Regions from separate parts of the Mus musculus genome. Here regions 1, 2, 3 and 4 are each linked to region 5. Evidence: chromatin contacts called from public Hi-C and promoter capture Hi-C data. All regions are on one chromosome and are shown on one strand. The core of a region is the stretch at or near the end of the contact, and the rest is flanking DNA. Distances in the headings are between cores, read along the strand shown.

Region 1 (2,700 bases), core at 192-2,691, 2.9 Mb after region 5:
GTTCCATTAGACCTAATATTCCGACCCTTTGTTGAGAACAAGAGATGTATTCTCCTCTAAACCTACTTCCTGCAAAAATTAGGATGCCACTGTTAGAGCCCAGTAAGGCTGGGGTATTACCCAAAGGCCAGGGTGGGCTAGGGTAGTGAGGTATTCATCCGAAGCTGGTTTGCTGACCCAGATGAAGAGACAGGAAGTATCACATCGACTAGACTGATTTATATCAACTTTCAGCAAGTCCAGGACTTTTTGGTTTTGTTTGTGGAGCTGTTGTGGTGTAGATCGCCTCTGGAGCAGTTTATAGTCCCTAGATTGGGATCTGACAGAACCAGAAACCAGATGTCACCAAAAAAAAAAACATTAAAAGTTTCTATGACTTACCAGAGGATGCCTCCATAAAATAAATACATATGTTTTTAAGGTGTTGGTGGGTTGGTTTTTGATCCTGCTGTCCAACAAACTGGAGGTGTGTGCTTTCTCCAAGGTGTGCACCCCTAAGGTACAATTCCTCAGTCCCAGAGGGCCAGAGGGCAGGATCCAGCTTCTGAATTTCTGAATTCAGCCTAAGATGGAGGCAGATTGGTTCAGCTGGACACGTGGTCTTTGGGAACGTGGTCTCTATGGTCTCTGTCTACCTCTTTTAATACAAGGTTTCTCACTGGCCTGGAGCTCACTGAATAGGCTAGACTGACTGTGTTCCTATCCTCAGCACTGGGGTTACAGGTCTGCACCAGCAACCCTGGCAGTTTTATTTTATGTGAATGAGTGTTCTGTCTATGTATCCATCTGTACACCGAGTATATGATTCCCTGGAACTGGAGGTAACAGATAGTTGTGAACTGCCGTGTGGGTGTGGGAATTGAACTCAGGAAGAGCAGCCAGTGCTTTTAACACCCGAGCCATCTTTCCAGCCCATTAAGTTTTTATTCTTTAAAGTACTGAAGGTATTCAAGCAAAACTCACAAGAGCCCCATACATACATATATGACTTTTTTCTTTTTGTTTGTTTGAGACAGGGGTTATCTTCCCTTGCTGCTCTGGAACTCGCTCTGTAGACTACACCAGGGCTGGGATTAAAGTCGTGCGCCACCACTCCCCTCTCTATTTCCATATATTTAATATATACGTATTCGTGGAAGAGTGGGCTTTCACGCAGGCTAGTGTTAATACTGACTCTTCCAAGAAGGAGCTCGGAACCTAGGGCCACTTACAGACGTTTCCTTGGTTCCACAGGTACAAGGCCTACTCACAGCTATCGTCCTTACAGGGCAATTAGTTAGGTGTGCGCAAGTAAAGCATCTCTGAGTGAGCTCGTCAGTAGCTGGTGGGCCCGTTATTACTGCGGCGTCTCCGAGGCGGAGAAACGCAGAGGAAAACCGGGAGTAGCCAACAGGACGCGCCTTCCGCCGCAGCTGCATCCGGGGGTCTGTGGCCTCCGGACTTCCGGTCCCTCCGCCTAGCTGCCCCGCTTCAGGGATGTGAGCGCCTCGCGCAAATAGGGCGGGGCGTGCCGTGCGGTGCGGTGCGCGTGCGCAGGAGCCACGAGAGGGACGAAGCCGAACCTCTGAACCGCCGCCAGGTCCGCTCCGGCTCCACGCCGCCCGTCGCGCCGCCACCCGCGTCCTTTTCCTCCTCCTCCGCCAACGCCGCCGCCGCCGCCGCCGCCATGGGAGTGCAGGTGGAGACCATCTCTCCTGGAGACGGTGAGTAGACACCCGCCGCCCGTTTCCCGGCCGCCGCTCGCAGCCACTCACCTGCAGTCTTGTCTCTCCTCAGGGCGCACCTTCCCAAAGCGCGGCCAGACCTGCGTGGTGCACTACACGGGTGAGTCGGACCGGCCGGGTGGGGCCGGGCGGGAGGGGCGGCGGCTGGGGAGTCGGGGCGTGGTGGCCGCGTGGCCGGCGGCCGAGGCCTGGGCGGTGGCCATGCCCCGAGGGACAGGCTGGGCCCGCCGCGCCGAACGGGACATGGGGTTGGCGCAGTCTCGTCCGCCCTGAACGGTGTGCGGCCCCGGATGCCGCAGGGAGCCTACTGTCCAACCGTAGAAACTGAGGCTGGGGCGAACTCATCGCCTGGCGGAGGTCACACGCTCCCGGCCAGGGACCCTTCGGGAAGATTTGAACCGTTTCTGAACCCCGATGGCTTGATGCCTTCTTCGTGCGTCGGGATTCTTCCTTCAGTAGATAGAAGGGGAGAAAATTCCTAGTCTGCCCAGCCACCCTTTCCCAGGGAAACCCTTGAATTCACCTTTCTGGGGCGGGTGGGAAACGACCCACTTGCGAAGTCATTATTGTGGCTTCACGTGCCCTCTCAGAAATAGATAATGCAATGTCTATTTCTCTTTGACCCACTTGCAAATCTCAGCCTCCATGGCAGTGATTTCCAGACCAAAGGATGTATACCATAACATTTTCCTTTCCCCTTTCTGGGAGTAGAGACTTTCTCACCCCCATTTTTAAAGATAAAGGAAACTGGGGGGTCGTGAATGCAGTGCACAGTAACTAAGTCAAAGGAGATTTTAAAGACGCGCATACTCAGCCAGAATTGAAGCATCAAGACTGCTGGCCCTGGGACCATTTTTTACTCCATGCCCTTACAAGGTCTTCCTGGGTTGGGGAGGGGGAGGGGGAGCTGACTGTGCCTTCATAGCTAGGCAGAGTGGTGTAGCCACAGCTGATATGAATCGGCTTCCCTCCCCCT
Region 2 (2,700 bases), core at 39-2,538, 2.1 Mb after region 5:
CAAAAATTCTAGAGAATTTGAGAGAAGTATTGTGAAAGTGGAGAAGATGGTAAAAGATGTGAAGGCAGAAGACAGAAGCAGGGTCCTTACAGGTCCACGAACAAACTTCAAAACACTAGAAAATTAAGTCAAAACTGTGAGGTGCAGTTTTTCTACTACAAGTTAGCAAAGAACCCAGCGTTTGGAAGGACTCCACCGTTGAAGACGTGGGGAACCCATGCTTTCACACATTATTTGTAAGAGTGTTAATTAGTACAATAACTGAAGAGAAAATTGAGTCGTATCTCTGGAGTTGTATTCAAAGAGCATATAGTTTATCATAGCCAATTCCAATACTAAGACTCTCTCCCACAGCACATCCATAGTGAGTAGCAAGATAGTCAGTCCTTGGGATGCTGTAGTGCTATGTACAACAAAACAGCCAGGGAAGTGGGGAGGGGAGAGCTTTTAAGATCCGCCAAATAAGAGACCATATAGACTTCCGTTGTAATCAGATCTTGGTGGTTTTATTAAAGTGAGACAAGGCAAGGTCCAATGAGCTGCTCACATGCTGTTTACAATAGTTTCGCGGGACTAATAGCGATTGCCAACCCTACTCTCACACAGTATCCCCGCACTCTGTGGTTAGCATCCACCCACTCACTCCCTGAGTACCCCATCTTTTCATTAGAAATCCTTGCTTTTAGGCTTTCCCAGCCGATAGACAGGGATGTCCTCCAGGAACAAGACCAGTGTCCTGCACCCCAATGTATAGATGCCATCACGTGGGCAGGAAGAAGCGGAGTCCTGGTTCGGTGGGGAAAAGACAACTTGGGAGATATTCAGACAAATGAATTAGGGACATACATCCAGAGTCTCGCTGCAGTTAGGAGCTGACAACCTTGTGGCTTCTAGGAAGACATCAGAAAATATGGCCAAGGATAAAGGACGCTTGATAGCACCGCATTCTCTATTGTGAATGCATATCCTATCACGAATTCCCTTGAAAGTAAAAGAAGCAACTCGGGTGTGGAGGGATGCAGGAGGAAAGCCTACAGAAGGACGAGGTGATGGATGAGATTGAAGTAACTCCTACTCTAGTCAAGACAAGGCTCTGTTCCTCCCACACCTCAGGACTTGTTAGAAGGATCCAAGATAAGCAGGAGCTCCAGAGCCCCCTACTGGCAGAAAGAAAAATAAACACCCAAAGAGCACATGGCTATTGCGCCTGCGTGGCTGGCAAACGCCATGGCACACGCGCATCAACGCCGTCCTGCCCACCCGGTGACGCAAAGTGCACGTAGGCGGAGACAGCTTCTCGGCGTCTGCTGGGGTTTGCTTCCACGCGTTAAGGCTCTGTTGACGCGGACCGGCGCTGGAGAGCTGGGCGCGCGGTGTGTGGTCGCTGTCTGCCTCCGGCTACGCCACTACCTCTCCTGCGGGGCCGAGGGAGCCGTGCAGGGTAAGCGGGGCCAGCGAAATGTGCTTGGCCCGGAGGACTGACTACGGTTGGTCTCCCCACGCGCGCGAGGGACGGGGTTCCCCGTGGTGCAGTTCCAATGCCTGATACCTCCCTGGGCCCGGAGACAGCTCCGGGGGGAGGCCTCGGGGTCACTTGCGCTCTCGGTCCATTCAACTGGCTGTCTTTCCGACCCTGCTGCGTAGCCCTCGCACGTCTACAACACACCGTGGGACTCGTGAGCTATGCTGTAGGCCAAGCAGCAGGGGTCTCTGCCCGAGTGTAGCCCACAGCCCTGCCGCGTCCATTCATTCTGCTGGCTTGTGCTGACCCGCCCCCAGCAGAACCAGGCCCAGGCGCCTCCCCTTCTGCACTGGATAGCCCAACTGGGAGGCTCAGGAAACCGGGGAAACCCTGTGTTCTGATTGTGTGGAAGGTGGGAACGGTGGTGACATGGAAGAACTTACCAGGGGTCAGGGTGGTTCCACCTGAGTTGGTGTGTGGCCACAGGTGCTTCAGGTTAAAGGAGAGAGAAAGGTCCAGATGTAGACACCCAGAATGTAGGACAGGGAGTCAGTGAGAACACATTTTTATTTTAAAAGCATCAGGAAGTAATTGGTTTTGAGACAACATTGCTGAGTAGGTCACAGTGGACACAGCCCTTCACCCTGAGAGTATATCCCCCCCCCCCCAAAAAAAAATCAGTCACCTGAAAATACCTGGTCCTTTTGTGTCTCTGCAGATCCTGTGTGGTGAGGGGCGTAGGGAATGCTCATAGCCAGAATAGGAAACTCTCAGACAGTGAGGAAGGAGCTTCCCTAGGGAGAGGCAGAGGAATGTGATTACAGGATCTCTCCTGGGGTGCTGCAGAGCCATGAAGGGGGCTGAATACCTAGCGTTGAGGGGAGGTTTCCCCATCCCTGTTACCAGCGTTTTAACAATGTCCTTGAAAATAATGCAGCAAGCATAAAGGTAAGTCTGAATATTGCCCGCCCCCCTTCTCCTGCCCTGGAAGAAGTGTAGACTAAGATGGTGTGTATCTGAGTCCCATCTGGAGCCTCATGGACAGAACGAACCTGAGAGTTACACAGCTCTCTCTCTGTGTACTTAGGTCTGGAAGAACCTACTGGCCCATGCAGGCATAGCACCCTGCAAAAGAATCAGGAGGAGGCAGTCTTCACCGGACTGTTCATCTATCTATATCTATATCTATATACATATAGATATAGATATAGATATAGATATATGTGTTTTTTTTTCTT
Region 3 (2,700 bases), core at 98-2,597, 2.8 Mb before region 5:
TTAGTGCTGGTGTCTGTTTATGTTTTTAAGCAATCGAGGCTGAGAATTAGAAGAGAAATGAATGTAGAGAGAGGTAGAGAGAGAAACACAGACTCTAAGGGGGGGACTGAGGAATGTAGTCTGCAGGTTCAGGCTCTTCGCAAGACGTTGGAAAAGGAGTCAGTACTGTAAAATATGTGCTGCGGTGAGCTTTGACAAAGATCTGTTCCATATGCTATCTGCTTTGGGGAAAAGTAAATCAAGGATAACGATCCCTCTGACCCATTTTGTAAGCCGACACTAAGGACATCCATTTATTTGGAGGCAGAAACCAAGTCATGTATAATACGAGTTTAGTTGAGTTCAATGAGATGTTGATGGGGAGAGAATGCACTAAAACCAAAACCAAACCAAAAACAAAACAAAACAAAAAACAAACCTTCTGTATTTGGTTGGGGCATGGTAGAGCTAACATTCACACACTAGCATGCTGGGTTCCATCCTCAGTGTGACAAATAATGAGCAAAACAAGCAGAAAACATGGATGTATGGTGAAGTTAGACTTATGTTGTATAAGATGAGTTTATGGACACACGTATTCCAGAAGGGTCATACATCAGTGTAATACAGATCATTGCAAAACAAAAGCAGAAAGCCATGTTACTATCCTGTGTAAGGATGTTCAGGCATCTGATCTGGAGGACCTCGTACCCTGTACAAGGCTTTTGTTGTCCCAGAACCCTCCCTTGGCACATGCTGGGTTGTGCTTCCTTTTGTAAATGATTTTCAATGGAATTTTGCACATAATACATTGTAATACTGTACAATAATCCTATGTAAAATAATTTTTGCAATATTCTTCAGTTGTCTTTTTTGTTGTTGGTGGTGGTGGTGGCAGCTATTTGTTTGAGTCAGAATATAATCATGTACCCAAAGATGCTGTGCAAGTGTACATGACAGTGGCTGGGGCTTGGTGGCCTCTGCCTTTTACCATAGCACCCAGGAGGCAGAGGCACATGGATCTCTGTGAGTTGCAGGCAAGCTGTGCTACATAGTGAGACCCTGTTTCAAACATCCAGGGGCGCAAACACACATGTGTACGCATGCACACAGTACACAACCATGAACTCCACGTTGATCTGGTAGTTTTGAAGAGCAAATAGGACACTGCTCCAAAGCTTATGGACCAATGGAACAGAAATCAAAAAGCGAAGAGAACAGTTGGTCCATGGCCCACAAGTATTTGCACGATTATCCAGCCCAGTACTTGGCTTAGATGGCTCCAGAGCAAATCACAACTGATCTGAACTCAGAGCCAGGCAGGGTCCTGCAGACAACTCCTCCCTGTCCTTAGGCAACCTCTGCTGTATCCTGGCTGAGAGTTAGGATTGCAAAATCTGCTAGCATCGCAGGCCTGATCCTCTGCTGGGTGTTCTGGGGATTGCAGCCATGCGACTGCTAAGTGCCCATTGCATCCCTGTGGATAGGGAGAAGGGAAGTTCAGAGGGTTTCTGGGATATCCATAAGATAGCTACTTCAGAGACCAGAAGGAAGGCTGACTGAGCTTGCTTTCAATGTTTGGAGCGAAGAGACACTGCTCGCGACATCTGTCCAGTTGCCCTCCCAACTCTGCAAATTTAGACGATGAGGCTGTCCTTAGGCTGAGGTACTCCTCTTAGATTAAAAGCGGGTCACGACATCCAAATTAGGCAGTTCGAGCAGGCCCCGTGAGAGCAGAGTCAGAAAAGCTAGAATGAGCAGAAGAAAACATCACAAGACTTGCCCTGGTTTGTCATTGGGCAATGCTTCCCTGGCAGAGTTTCAACACATGTGTCTTCAGTTTTCCCCCCACGCAGGCATTTCTCACTTCTCAGTTTGTCAGGAAACAGGCCCTGGTGGAGTTTGGATAGGGTAAGAGCAGAGTAAAAATATACATGCTGGACGGAGGGAGAGGAGGGTGCACTTCCAGACCTAAAAATATCTTGAATGGCAGCCAGAGGAAGGAATTTTGTTTTTGATGTTGGACAGACTGCCAACTATGACCCCCTTAGGGACACAGAAAAAAAAGAAAGAAATGGAAATTGTTAAGGTTGTTTGTATCATGTGGAAGTTACTTTAAATCTACAAGCAAATGCAAACTAAAGGAAGGAAGCTGGGCCTGACTGCTTCCATTCACAAAGGCAGCCTCACTGCCCTAGCAGCTCTGACCTTCCTCTTCTGGAAGAAACATGAAATAAAAGGGGCCTGTGGTGTTTAGGAGCCTGGCTCTACCCTCAGGTGTCTGGGAAGACTCACACAGGTGGGGATCTGTCTATGTGGGACACGTGGTGTAATTGCCCAGAAGTGTCTGAGAACAAAATGGCGACTCTCTGTTTTCAGACCATTCGAGTATGGGTAAATTTGAGACCCAAATGTTGTTTGCCATTTGGTGATCCTTAGTCGTGTGGGGAAGATGACCTTCTCCACAAGTCACATTACAGTGCCGAATCACAAGCAGATGGCGGGAAAGGAGAGGGAGGGAAGAACTGGCATTTGTTTCAGGAAACATGTTCCATACTGAAAAGGGTCTGTGTTTTAGCATCAATGAGTGGGTAGCAGCTGGCCCAGACTTCCACATGAATATTGACTCTGTTGGGGAAGGAACCATAGGGAGTTTAAAAGAACAAAACAAAACAAAACAAAAAGAGGGAAGCATATTTGGAGTTAGGAGTGTAGCTTGAT
Region 4 (2,700 bases), core at 46-2,545, 2.8 Mb after region 5:
CTCTACCTAGCAGAGGTTTATTTTATGATGAAATAGATAATAATGTGAACACAGCACCTTCAGCAGGCTAAGGGAACCCTAATGCCCTGCACCCACAATTATTCCTATAGTCTTCTTGATAGCTGTCAGGCTGGGCAGAGGGCTGACTATGAATCGGACCAGCATCAAAAGCAGATAGGGTTCTCCTTACTGCTTCTCTGCAATGTGTTAGGTTCCAAATGGCCTCTGTGGGCCTTTTCAGTTGGTTACAGTGGGACTGATCTGCAGTTATACCAAAGGACGGTATTCACACCAATCCAGTGCTGTCGCGTTTGCAGCCATGCCCGAGGCTGGCTTAGAAGTTGGAGATGCCCCTGGCAGAGCTACTTCCTGCTCTTCATTCTCATAGTATGACTCTGTGGAACAAAAAGACTGAAAGGGGCTCTTGCATAGACCACTCCCTGTGAGATCCTCATTGTCTGATCCATGTGTTATTTCATCCATTCACTTATTCATTCATTCACACATTCATTAGTAGTGGCTTCATGCACAGTGAATGTGGCTCTGAGTCAGGCATAGGAAGAAGAGGAGAAAAACAAAGCATATAATCAGCTGACAGGAACCTCACTGAACACTCAATAAGTTCTGGTAGAATAATTGCTGGTCACCAACTTAGCAGATTGTAGGATGGTAACAGTTTAACCTTGAAAATGAGGGATAAATAGATGGACTTAGGAGGCTCCCAGCTTCACTTGTCCCCACTTTCACTTGAGGGGCAGCACTGTTGGAGAGAGAGCTCTAAACTTTCTCTGTAGGTGACACATGTCCATCTTACCTCTGCTCTGAGTCTCCTTGTCCTGGGCCAGCCTGCCAGTGGCAATGCAATGGTGATTTGCTAGATGCTGTGGAAAGTGGCAGGCTGAGACTTATACTAGTTTAAGATAGGAAACCATGGGGATGTGAGCATCGGTTAGAACTGTTAGGGTCAAAGGACATAAGCAACAAGAAGACAGGATACTTTGTTTTATCTCTGTTATTTCCACAGCCCTTGGAAGAGCATCAAGCCATAGACAGCGTAATGCTTCAAGAAGGAAATTAATGTGCAAATAAATAATTAACGAAATAAAGGGATGAGACCATGAGTAATTTCCAGGATCTGATTTCGGGACTACTTCATCCTGTGGGAAAACCAGCCCCTCCCTACTCACTTCCATCGACCTTCTACTTCAGCCATTAAGGTGAGGCTCACATAGGGGCCACCAGAGGGCGCGAGGCGGCTAGGTTTCCCACACGGAGGGCTTTTCCTGTGGCACCGCATTGGGCGGAGCCTACGAGCAGGCGCCCAGCGGCTGGACGCGGTAGAACGGCGGGCGGAACGCAGACCTGGGGTTCGGGCTGTTGCAGTGTCCGCCGGAGCGGTTTGGGAAGTGCACGGGGCGAAGATGGCGGAGGAGCGGCAGGACGCGTTGAGGGAGTTCGTGGCGGTGACTGGCACTGAGGAGGACAGGGCCCGTTTCTTCCTGGAGTCGGCTGGCTGGGACCTGCAGGTAGCGCCGCGAGGCGGGCCGCTTCGGACGGGCTGGGGAATACGGAGTGCGGCGTCGGCTCTGCGATCCCTACGCGGCCGAAGCGCACAGTCATCCCTGCGGGGCTGGGCCCTGCCTGGCCCAGGCCTCATGGTGCCTGGGGTCGCTTGCCACGCGTCACCGGCCTGGCTTGGAAGTTCATGGAGGCGGGCGGGCCCTGCTTTGCAGGGCCTCTGTTTTCCTGCGGGCTCGCAGTGTTGGCGAGACTTTGGGCGCTGCCGCAGTCCGCGTGGAGTCGTCGCCTGGGGGCGTGGCTGCCACGGCGAGTGCCTGCGGGTGGCCGGGTGGAATCGAGTGCCCTGCTTCCAGATGGAGCCCCACCGAGGTCGCGGTGGCCTTCCGATTCCGCTTCTGCAAGGATGCTGTGCTGGTGGGGGAAACCCTGCAAGGCATCAGCCCACGCCCCACTCTTGCCTAATTGCAGGGAGAAACTACCTGTGGGATTGTGGCGCACGTTTGGGGTCTCTGCACATTTCGTAGTTAACTGTAAAATGGGAATTTCTTAGGACTTACTGTCTTGTTCACTGGCATGTAGTAAATAGTCACTAAGGAATTAATTTAGAAGGCAAAGCTCCACCAGGCATAAAATGTTGCACACTTCTGATCCCTAGAGCAACACCCATCTCTTATTGCTCAGAAACACAGTAATTAATGTTAGAAAGAATTGATTGCATAAATGTCCTTGGCCAGCCTACATCTTAGGTAGATGACGATGACTAATATTTCTTGAGTACCTACAACAAGCCAGGCACTGTTCAGCATTACAGAATGTCTCATTTACATGTCTCACATTGCAGCTGAGACTTGGAGGATAAATAACTTGCTGAAGAGCTAACTACTAATTAAACAGGTAAAGACTAACCCTATCTTATGGATAAGGAATTGGACCCTCAAAGGGACACCGAATGTGCTCACTGTGTGAGCTTTCTGATGTAACCATGTCTACTGACTGTAATATTTAGCTTCCCAAACATTAGGGATCTTTATTCCTTTAACTCTTTCAGCACTCTGGAGGCAGAAGATCTCTGAGTTCGAGACCAGCCTGATCTACATAGTTCCAGGAGTAAATAGTCCCTCTTTCAAAAACATAACAAACAGAAAGATGCTCTTAAAGGCGCTGTGAAGCCTCTGTGCT
Region 5 (2,700 bases), core at 96-2,595:
TAGGAACGACAATATATACCTTTCCACCAGTCCAACTAAATGCACTCAACTTTCATCCCACAGAAATGTCGGGGCCCCTTGCTGGTCCAATAAAGCAGTCTCAGCCTGTTGAGCTAGAGTTTAAATACTTCTGTCTCATTTTTCGTACACATAGATTTCCCTTTTGAATATGCTCAGTTTATTCACACAAACACTCCCTATAATACCATGCTATTATAAAGATTAAGGGACTCCCAGCTCAGGGTTGGTTCATCAGCATATCGAAGCCTGCTTGGCTCATAGGAGCTGCCATGTGGTTGGCTCCATAACACATCTTGAAAACATTACATTATTTCAAATCACACAAAATGGTTTTACTTATATTCCAAACTGGGTTGTAAATCGAGATTTCATTCTTCTGTGTAGCAAAACAGTTTATGGCTTATCACACACACACACACACACACACACACACACACACGTGTATTCCAAGATATAATCATCAATATCTATTGAAGTCATAGTTTAAACTAACTTCACCTTGTAAGAACTTTTATTTCAGGTAATTGGCTTAATTCAGTGGCTAGATCGCCTCTTTGCAGCAGGAGCTAGTTAAAAGAACAAGGCATTTGGGAAGTTGAAGGAGCTATCAATCTCGTGGGCATTTCTACTTGAAATAGCCGGCTTCCACCCTAGAGAAAGACACGGTCTGTATTAAGACAGAGGCCAGTTAGTTTTCTAGAGGATTAGATATATTTTAAAGGGAGGAAAAAGCACTGTTTCGCTAAACTAAATGTTCAACGAAAGAAGTGACCAGAGACATTCTATTCTCAGCAAGAAGAGGTCTAGCTGGCTGGTGGCAGTAGGGAGGCGACTTCGTAAAGCTTTAGCAGTAGGTGGAAGCATGATCAACATTTACCGGGAACTGGAAGTGTCAGGCAGGATTTTCTAATGACCAGGTTTTAATTAAGATCATGAGTGGGATTTAAAGCGGAATGATTCAAGAAATACAAAGCTGCGCCAGCCTTCCCATCCCACCCCGGCCGTGCCCTACGCCAAGACTTGACCCACCGAGGCACCCCGGAAGGCTAGAAAAATCCTGCTTCCAGCAACCTGCTGACCAATGCCTAGCTGCGCAGCTGGAGCTTGTCCCAACTTTGTCAAATAGCTCTGCCCCCAACCACTGCGGTGTTCTGCGCAGGCGCGGCCTTGGATAGACGCTGGTGGTAAATCCGGGATCTGCTAGCTAGGGGCCCTGCTCAAACTCACGTAAGATCACGTAACCAACGGCCGGAACCGCCTTTGCAGCTGGAGGTGCGCGCGCAGCGCCTTCCTAGCCTACGGGGGGCGGAGCCCACTAGGGGGCGGGGCGCGCTCGTGGCGACCAATCCGCGGACCCTGCGGTCCGCTGTCCCTGCTGGCCTGGGCCAGGGTACGGGTCCGTGGAGGCACTGGCTAAGAGGTGAGCGTGCTGCCGACTGGTTCGTCTTCTAGGCTGTCCTCTGTCTTCTGTCCCTTGGAGCGGCGGGCTGTGGGGGATGTAGGCACAGGACGGGGAGTACGGGGGTGCGGCGGGACAGGCCGAAATGACCACGCAGGCTGGACTCTGGAGGCCGGAGGAAGGGCTGGACCTTGCCGCCAGAGTTCATTCTCCCTGCGGCTTTGGAAGATCATCGGTGGTCCGGGACTCGGGGTAGCCAAGGTGGGGTCAGAGGTGGTGCAGTCAGAGAGGCCACCGACACCGACCTTTATTCCCTGCCTGAGAGCCAGGATCCCTCTAGGGTGGGCAGGCTGCGGAGAACAGCGTCTCCTGGAGGCCTGGCCTGGGAGTCCCGACCCCGGGACTACTAGGCGACCTTGGTGAGGAGGCTAGGCCCACCCTGAGACGGCCGAATGCCAATGAGTTACAATGGAACACAGCTGTCACTAGACCTCAAATAGCCGCTCGCTATGACCGGTGTCTGCCCCCAGGGGAGGTAAACAGGGAAATCTGCTCAGGGCCTTCTTGGCTGATGGTGAAGTCGCTGCCAGATCTCCTGGAAGAACTTCGATTTCCCTTGAGGGACCAGGGCGAGGTGTTAGGAAATCAGGCTGGCCGTATGGGCATCGGGCCAAGAGGGGTCTTCAGCTTTAGTCTTCAGGCTGGGGCCGGGGATTCTGAAGAGCATTGGCCCTTGAGTACTTGCCTCTTGTCTCTCTCATACCAGTATTTCCTTTATTTAAGCTTCCTCTGTAGGTAGGTAGTGTTCCCTGTAGAGTCCCCTTTAGTCAACATGACATTCCACAGGTGCCAAATTTACAATTGCACTCTCTAGGAGTCTTTTCTGTGTTTGAGACTGGAGATTTTGGGTAGTGGTCTCTTGAATGAAATGGAGAGGCAATGGCAGATCCAGGTAGACATATGGAATCCAAGGTGATGTCTAGCGTCAGGTGAAGGAGATCTAGGAATGCTCTGGAGGGTGGAGACTTGGAGACCCATGTAAGCCTGGAAAAGGAAGTTAGATTCAGAGACAGAGGACTCTGAGAAGAGTGCACAAAGCAGAAGACAGGAAGTTGGGCTAGCATTTTGGAATCCAGGACAGGAATCTTGGGGGATATGTTAACTGCAGGGGAATAACCTTTCATTTGGTGAAGCTGGAGTTGAGGGGGTTGTTGACAAACTATAGTTGAACCAAGACGGGCATGAGGCTCCGGTTCAAGATGCCCATCAGCCAGCTAATC

Evidence for each region. Promoter capture Hi-C pulls out the DNA fragments that hold promoters and counts their contacts. A called contact is a pair of places that touch in the nucleus more often than the background predicts.
Region 1: a promoter capture Hi-C map of pre-B cells shows a contact between it and region 5, with 4 times the contacts expected there. The contact joins the promoter of Fkbp1a here to the promoter of Gzf1 in region 5. A contact is called at or near these places in 10 of 39 promoter capture datasets (the 3T3-L1 cell line, the HPC-7 cell line, cranial neural crest and 6 more), 1 of 484 Hi-C or Micro-C datasets (natural killer cells), 3 of 115 datasets of contacts at active chromatin or transcription factors (astrocytes, embryonic stem cells and epiblast stem cells) and 3 of 9 other capture datasets (adipose tissue, liver and pancreatic islet).
Region 2: a Hi-C map of CD8 T cells shows a contact between it and region 5, with 3 times the contacts expected there. The contact joins the promoter of Entpd6 here to the promoter of Gzf1 in region 5. A contact is called at or near these places in 10 of 39 promoter capture datasets (the 3T3-L1 cell line, 3T3-L1-derived adipocytes, cranial neural crest and 5 more), 2 of 484 Hi-C or Micro-C datasets (CD4 T cells and CD8 T cells), 3 of 115 datasets of contacts at active chromatin or transcription factors (astrocytes, embryonic forebrain and thymic regulatory T cells) and 2 of 9 other capture datasets (liver and pancreatic islet).
Region 3: a promoter capture Hi-C map of liver shows a contact between it and region 5, with 6 times the contacts expected there. The contact joins the enhancer-like site here to the promoter of Gzf1 in region 5. A contact is called at or near these places in 3 of 39 promoter capture datasets (the 3T3-L1 cell line, embryonic stem cells and liver) and 2 of 115 datasets of contacts at active chromatin or transcription factors (astrocytes and thymic regulatory T cells).
Region 4: a contact with region 5 is called in a promoter capture Hi-C map of second pharyngeal arch cranial neural crest. The contact joins the promoter of Nsfl1c here to the promoter of Gzf1 in region 5. A contact is called at or near these places in 6 of 39 promoter capture datasets (cranial neural crest, frontonasal cranial neural crest, hippocampal neurons and 3 more), 1 of 115 datasets of contacts at active chromatin or transcription factors (astrocytes) and 1 of 9 other capture datasets (adipose tissue).

The regions. Positions count from the first base shown.
Region 1 is chr2:151,541,042-151,543,741 of GRCm38.p6, forward strand. Fkbp1a (FK506 binding protein 1a) reads left to right here and starts at 1,442. Exons shown (of 5, transcript NM_008019.3): 1 at 1,442-1,703; 2 at 1,777-1,824. The coding sequence starts at 1,667. It overlaps Gm14167 (predicted gene 14167), which reads right to left and starts at 1,430. Exons shown (of 3, transcript NR_166213.1): 1 at 1,212-1,430; 2 at 382-563.
Region 2 is chr2:150,747,793-150,750,492 of GRCm38.p6, forward strand. It overlaps Entpd6 (ectonucleoside triphosphate diphosphohydrolase 6), which reads left to right and starts at 1,289. Exons shown (of 14, transcript NM_172117.5): 1 at 1,289-1,441.
Region 3 is chr2:145,886,779-145,889,478 of GRCm38.p6, forward strand. Rin2 (Ras and Rab interactor 2) reads left to right here. Exons shown (of 13, transcript NM_028724.4): 13 at 1-838. The region is part of intron 2 of Gm39954 (a long non-coding RNA gene); the gene reads right to left. Among named protein-coding and RNA genes, the nearest start is that of Gm39954, 6.0 kb to the right of the region's middle. Within about 2 kb of position 1,348, at least 190 of the 459 cell types and tissues checked have an H3K27ac peak or open chromatin away from gene starts, as enhancers often do. A contact at or near this core is called in astrocytes and liver, where this site is marked.
Region 4 is chr2:151,492,887-151,495,586 of GRCm38.p6, forward strand. Nsfl1c (NSFL1 (p97) cofactor (p47)) reads left to right here and starts at 1,296. Exons shown (of 10, transcript NM_198326.3): 1 at 1,296-1,526. The coding sequence starts at 1,422.
Region 5 is chr2:148,679,775-148,682,474 of GRCm38.p6, forward strand. Gzf1 (GDNF-inducible zinc finger protein 1) reads left to right here and starts at 1,346. Exons shown (of 6, transcript NM_028986.3): 1 at 1,346-1,441. It overlaps Gm46771 (a long non-coding RNA gene), which reads right to left and starts at 1,170. Exons shown (of 2, transcript XR_001783505.2): 1 at 1,051-1,170; 2 at 504-671.